Linked DNA regions of Mus musculus: region 2 is linked to region 1. Evidence: chromatin contacts called from public promoter capture Hi-C data. All regions are on one chromosome and are shown on one strand. The core of a region is the stretch at or near the end of the contact, and the rest is flanking DNA. Distances in the headings are between cores, read along the strand shown.

The links. Promoter capture Hi-C pulls out the DNA fragments that hold promoters and counts their contacts.
Region 2: a promoter capture Hi-C map of pre-B cells shows a contact between it and region 1, with 4 times the contacts expected there. The contact joins the promoter of Ruvbl1 here to the promoter of Aak1 in region 1. A contact is called at or near these places in 3 of 39 promoter capture datasets (liver, neutrophils and pre-B cells).

The regions. Positions count from the first base shown.
Region 1 is chr6:86,847,558-86,851,008 of GRCm38.p6, reverse strand. It overlaps Aak1 (AP2 associated kinase 1), which reads right to left and starts at 1,504. Exons shown (of 16, transcript NM_001378654.1): 1 at 794-1,504. The coding sequence starts at 956. It overlaps 2610306M01Rik (RIKEN cDNA 2610306M01 gene), which reads left to right and starts at 1,569. Exons shown (of 1, transcript NR_028298.1): 1 at 1,569-2,602.
Region 2 is chr6:88,463,586-88,467,036 of GRCm38.p6, reverse strand. It overlaps Ruvbl1 (RuvB-like protein 1), which reads right to left and starts at 1,628. Exons shown (of 11, transcript NM_019685.3): 1 at 1,369-1,628. The coding sequence starts at 1,509.

The DNA of each region.
Region 1 (3,451 bases), core at 255-2,754:
TAATTACGAAGGTCGAGGTTAAGGTTACCCAAGAAACACTCAAGATTTTCCCTAAAGCCTGGGGCAGAAAAATATGTATCTGCAGGAGCACAGATAGACCAACGAGCACACACCGAGAGAAACCACACAGCATCCTCTCCAACTGAGAGAACACTAAACCAGAGCCAATCCTAAGTCATTCTTAATAGAAACTAAAAGGAGAAAAGAGGCCTAGGCGTCTGAGTTCAAAACCATCTCATTCGCTTATGATTTTATCTTAGCCACATCCTGGGGACCTCACTGCAGTTGGGTAAAGAAACAAACCTAACCAAAACACCAAAAAATGCATTCCTGTCCCCAGAGAAATCCTCTTTGGCTACCTACTTAAAGAAATAGGAAAGTTAGGTGGGAGAAGCCCCCCTCTCCTTTAAGATCTCTCCCCATCCCCACCCTTCAGCCTCCGCATCAGAATTTAAAGTTTCAGGGAAATGGCAAGACCACCACCCTGCATTTCACTTATACTTCACACATAGGATCCGAATAATTCGGTCAAAGGAAGAGATTTCTCCACGCGCTCCCCCCACCCACCCAAATGAAAGGCCACTGAGGTAAACTATTTGGGCAATACTGCCCCCCCAAGCCCTGTCAATTCCCAGTCTGAGTTTTAATTCTCTCAAGGACAATGACTCGCAAGGAAAGTGCAGAGGGGGAAGGGAGGGTCAGTTGGTCAAAACCCATTCATACAACTAGAAACCAGAGTCTTGCCACATCAGCACACGAGATTAATTCACCGCGCACTGGCTTCCCAACATACCTTCCGCCAACACCTCGTCCACGGTGACCTGCTGCCTCCCGATGCCGAAGACCCTTCCGATGTAACCACTGCCCAGGCCTGAGCTGCTGCCCCCTCCTCCGCTGGAGCCTGAACCCAGGCCAGAGCTCCCCTGCTCCCGCCTGGAGTCGAAAAACTTCTTCATCTTTCCAATATGAAATGCCAAGGCAAAATGCCGATGGTTTCTAGGTTCGTATTTGTTGTAAAGAAAAGAGATCTAAGGATTTCTTCTCCGGTTTCAGCCCTGAGCAGAGCCCCGGGAATCCGGCCGTGGGGTGGGGGCTGAGGGACGGCGCCTGCAGGAATAGACTGTCAATCGCGCGGCGGGTCCCCTCCTCCTCGGGGAGCGATCGTTTAAGTTTAAACCTGCGATGACAGAGGCAGAGAGAGGATGAATCAGTAACACACTCCAGAGCCTAACTGCCGGGTCCTAGGGAAAGCACAGGCCGTCATCCAGAGGAAACGCTGCGTGCATTTTCTTCGGGAAAGCCCTGGAAACGCACCGGACCCCTGCCCGGACCCCCGCCCCGGGCCCCGGACACCCACTAGCGGCCGCTCGGCGGCGAGCCCAGCTACCAGCCCCGCGACATGGCCACGGCCGCCGGCCTGCGACACGAAGGAGGCGGCGCTGCCGCAGAGCCGGGGCCGCTTCGGCGCCCGCCCGCCCGCCAGCTGATCCCCGAGCGCCGCGCTGAGGCCGCCCCTCCCCCGCGCGCGCGCCCGTCGGCTCCGACCACCCACCCGGAAGTGACCTGCCACCGGAAGTGCTTCTCAGGGCCGCACAGCCCCTTCTCAGGGGCCGTCTCAGGTGCACCAGCTATAGCTACAGAGCGAAAGAAACCGATGGCAAGAAGGGAACCAGAGCAGTGGAACTCGGGACAGAGACACTTGGAAGAGAGCGTTGCCGTAGTCCTGCCGCTGAGCACCCTGGGAAGAGTAGTTCGGGGTAATCTGGCATCTGGACTACAATTCCCAAGATGCCCCGGGAGCGAGCGCACCTTCGGACGCCGTCTCCAGGGACTGGAGATGATAGTGGAGTGGTGCAGAAGTGAGGCTTCGGGTATTTAAGTACATCTGCTAAAGTCACCAGAGACTAGTTTTCCAGCTGCACGTCCCACTCTCTGTAGCCATTTTATCTATGGCTTGGCCTCATGGACAGAGGCACTCTGGGAATTGTGGTTTCACAGGAGTCCGGACTGACACCTGAAGGACGCGGTTTAGCTGCCTCGCCCCAGTTGGGTTTGGGAGTTCCCCGACGTCATGGGAGCGGAGGTACTGAAGGCTTGGGGGCTGGGGAGAAGTGGGTATGATGCCAGCAGGGAGCCGAGCGGAATCTCGGTGCTGAAGGAAACAAAGCAGGTGTCTTCCGGTCCCCGACCACGATGAGAACTGAGAAGCCTGAGGGTCGAAGAAGGAACTGCGGGAGATCCAGTACACGGAGCATCTAGGGACCAGGCTACATCCATCCTTGGGCTCCACCCCAAACCATGGCCCTCTGCCGACCCAGATTTGCCTGGTCCTTACCAGATATATTCACGCCTTTAAAGGGAACTTTAGACACACCTACTGCTTTCTCTTCAGAATCTTTCGCAAGAAGATGCTGTGTTTACTAAGGATCGCTTGGGTGCGGATAGAGTACAGGGCTGTGTGATTGGCACCTGTCAAATGCTAAGGATTTGGAAAGGAATTGAGATCTCTCCTCCTAGATTGCTTCACAGAAGATGTTGTTGTCGTGCCAAATCCCTGCCTCCCCTGCCCTCTCCCCCAAGAAATACATGGTTTTTTCTCTTTTTTGAGTATAGGTTATTTTTCCACCAGCTCCCCACACTTCTTAAAGATGCAACTACCCTCTTGCAGTTCATCCCAGAATTTCTACTTCAGGCACTTGAGGAAGATCTAGAAGGGGGCCCCCAGGAAATAAAAAAAGATGGGTCTTGCTGGGCAGTGGTGGCTCACGTCTTTAATCCCAGCACTTGGGAGGCAGAAGCAGGCAGATTTCTGATTTCGAGGACAACCTGGGTTACAGAATGAGTTCCAGGGCAGCCAGGGCTATGCAGAGAAACCCTGTCTTGAAAAATAGAACAAAAAAAGATGGCTCTTGGTTAATCTGAATATTGAGTCCGGCTGTGCTGGCGGTGGCTATTGCGGTTTCTTATTTCATGTGGTACCATAGTCATATAACTCTCCGGAGAGAGATAGCATCTTAACTTCCGGAGAGAGCCAGTATTGCCACCTCAGTTCACACAATCCTACAGCCACCTTAAGGGTGAGACTCAGCACCTGCGGAACATCTTCCTAACTCAGCCCAGGGTGTGTTCTCCTCGCCTTCCTTAAAAGGCTTGATTTCTGTTACAGAAGCTTAGTGTGTGTCTTAAAATAGATGGGAAATCTTAGTGGGCTTACAGCCCCTCATCTTTCTCAGCACCATTAATTTTGACCGACCTTTAAAGAGTCTGTTAGTCTGTCCATCGAGCCCTGGTGCCTTATCGGGTTTTAATTTTCTCCACTCTCCTGGTACAGACCAGGTTTGCTCAAATCTCAAGCCTCACTTCAGACAGTCAAGGTTTTCCAGAAGGAGTAAGGCAGCCTACTCCCACTGAGTAACATGCTTTTAGTAGGCACTCAGCCTGAGTGAAAGAC
Region 2 (3,451 bases), core at 379-2,878, 1.6 Mb before region 1:
GTATGTCTAAGCGACAACATGCTGCAGCAGCCAAAGTATAGTGAACAGAATGGAAAAGGGGAGGTTGAGGCAAGCAGGGACCAGCACAGACCTAGTACTTAACAGAGTCTGCAGGGCTGTGCATTCCAGGCCAGTTTGACTACAGCAACATTATCTAAACAAAAAGGGTATGTATGCTATGAATCCACCCAATAAAAGAATTGGCAAGGGCTGGTGAGATGGTTCAGTGGGTGAAAAGCACTTGTAGTGTAAACCTGAGGACCTGAGTTCAATCCCTGGATCCCACAGTGGAAGGAAAGAACCTCTGACCTCTACCAGAGCACCATGGCAGTCACATGACTGCACTGCATTTGCGCACATTTTGTCAAACAGGAAAAGAAACAAAGAAATATCAGCTAAGGAAGCCAGGTGTAATGGCCCACACCTTTAATCTTAGCACTCAGGAGGCAGAGGCAGTCGGATCCCTGTGAACTCAAGGCCAGTCTGGTCTACAGAGTCCCAGGACAGCCAGAGCTACATAGTGAGACTGTCGTGAAAACAAACAAAAATAAATACCGGCTAACATTCAAAGAATAGGAAGGATAAGATATGGAGTACCAGAGGCTGCTGGTGTGGGTGCAGATGCAGGTCTAGAGCAGCCTCTGAAGTCACATACACAGAAATGTCACATGGACAGAAATGAAATAAGAAACAATAGACTCAAAGCTGCCTGGCCAATAGAAAGCATTAAACTGCTACTACCTGCTTGCAAGAAAAGATGCAAGCATGCTAGGGTCAAACATTTCCCTTTTTGGATAGATGATGCTCTTTGCTGCTGGCACTTTCTGTGTGCAAGAGGCTGAGAAAGCAGTCTTCACCACATGTAAAAAAGCAAGTTTTTGTAGACACTGAACCTCTGCAGAGTTCAGAGTGGAGGAGGCTGAAGAAATGGGAAGAATACTGATTTGATGGGGGTTAGGGGGAGGGAGATACCAGCCTCATTACTGCTAAACTGGCAGGTGGTTAAGCGGCCTAACCCACCTTTAACTTCTTCATGTGCAAAACAGAACCGATAGAAAGACCTGGCATGACTTTAGGAAGACTGACCTGGAAAAGCTGGAGTGCTTGGATGGGGAATAGATCAGACAGTCCTCACCGCTCCACTTAACAGATCAGCTCCCAGGCCCAAAGAACCCATATCAACTCTGAAAACGTAGTCAATTCTATACTTAACCGCACAGCCTTCCACTGCGTTTCCGGTGAGGTCTAATTTGCGTGCCGTGACCCGCAAAGGATGCAGCCTTTGCTCGCTAGTGTGATCCTTACTTCTTAGATCTTAGTGGATCCTGGTCCCGCCGCCCACACCTCGCGCACAAGCCCCACGCCCACCTCTCTCGCGTTCTCCTGGCCCACGAGACCCGAAGCCGCCTGCTTGGCTAGGCCGCTCTCGTCCAGCCCCAGACCCTTCACGTGGCTGTGGGAGGCGATGCGCTGCGTCTTCGTGGTGCTCTTCACCTCCTCAATCTTCATTTTGCCGAGTGTCTAGGAACACAACCTGCGTGGAGTGGTAGGAACTACCGCACGCCAGGCGCCTGGGTTACCACGCGGCCGTTACTAGGCCGCTCTCCTGGACCCGCCCCTATCAATATGTCATTGGGGGAGGCGAGAAGGCTTCGCTTTCTATTGGCTAAAAGCTACGCTGGTCACGGCTGCTGAGTTTCGCCCAGTAACTTCCGTCTGTGTCACAGGATAAGTTCCCCCAGGGCAAACATTTCCTGCCCTGGCCACATTTGACTGAGAACTGCTTAAGTACTTAAGCACTATTAATGTGAATGACAGGTTTTTAATTATAAATGCCTCTTTTAATGCCTATTTTTTTTCTTTAGAATAACATATTTGTGCCAGGGTGAGTTAACTTCTTCACTGACAGATGTTAAATCTTTTCCAGGTGCTTGGATGTCCTGAGAGAATCATCAGCAAAGCAGCTGCCCAAACTTCTCCAGTGCTCACCGAATTATTTAGACACCCAGAGAATGCCCCACTGCTCCCATTTTTTTTTTTCCAGAATACACTAGATCCTGAAGGCACTATTCCAGCCAAAACTTTTCAAACACTTCATGCCATAATTCTGGTCATCATATGCCCAATAAGAACCTTAAAGAAACTCGGCGGTGGTGGCGCACGCCTTTAATCCCAGCACTCGGGAGGCAGAGGCAGGCAGATTTCTGAGTTCGAGGCCAGCCTGGTCTACAGAGTGAGTTCCAGGACAGCCAGGGCTATACAGAGAAACCCTGTCTCGGAAAAAAAAAAAAAAAAACAAACAAACAAACAAACAAAAAAAAAAAAAAACCCTTAAAGGAAAAAAAGGAAGGAAGGAAAAGAGAAGATGTGTTTGTGTAGCCTTGCCTGGCCTAAAACTCCAGGGCCCCCACCTGTCTCTGCCTCCTGAGTTGCTGGCATTAAAGGTGCTACCACCATACTCTGACCAGATATTTTCATCAGTCTGGAGTGGGTGCAAGTCTCCAGGTAGGTGAACAAAAGCTGCCTGTGAATGGTGAAACTATGGTCCTTCATTTGAATAATCAACGGCTCTGATATTGGTGCAAATATGGTAGTTTGTTTTCACAATCCACCTTGCCATAGTCCAAATTTAATGCTTCATTTTCAAGAAGGGCTATACTAAGGACGGCAAACACTCTTGCTTACTCTCTCAACATTCTGGCTCTCTAAGCAGGTGTCCCTCACTTTTTTTTTCTCGAGACAGTGTTTCTCTGTATAGCCCTGGGTGTCCTGGAACTCACTCTGTAGACCAGACTGGCCTCAAACTCAGAAATCCACCTGCCTCTGCCTCCTGTGTCCCTCACTTTCCTCACTTTTAAGTCAGCCAGGAGACACCTTCCTGTGCTGTGCAATGTGTAGCTGTGGTGCAACTTTAGGCCCATTGTTTGATTTCTCAGTCTTTCCACCTATATTAATAGTATTGTGGGCTGAGCCGGTAATATGAAGAAGACAAGCCTAGAGACTGTAGCAGTGAAGACTGTGATGAAAGGCAGCTAGAGAGTTCTAGAGTAAAATAAAGACAGAGTAAAAATAGAGAGTTTCTAGACTGGAAGCAGAAATGGCATGTGACTGGCAGCAGAGAAGCCAGAGGCAGGGATTGCTAGACAAGTTCCAAGGAGTGCCAAGTCTTTTTAAATTTTTTAAATTTATTTTTATTTTTATTTTTGGTTTTTCAAGACAGGATTTCTCTGTGTAGCCCTGGCTGTCCTGGAACTCACGCTGTAGACCAGGCTGGCCTCGAACTCAGAAGTCCTCCTGCCTCTGCCTTCCAAGTGCTGGGATTAAAGGCATGTGCCACCACTGCCTGGCAAGTCTTTTTATTTTATTATTTTATTTATCTGTGTGGGTGTTTTTCCTGCAAGTATAAATATACCAGGCAGTGCCTAAGGACATCAGAAGAGGATGTCAGATC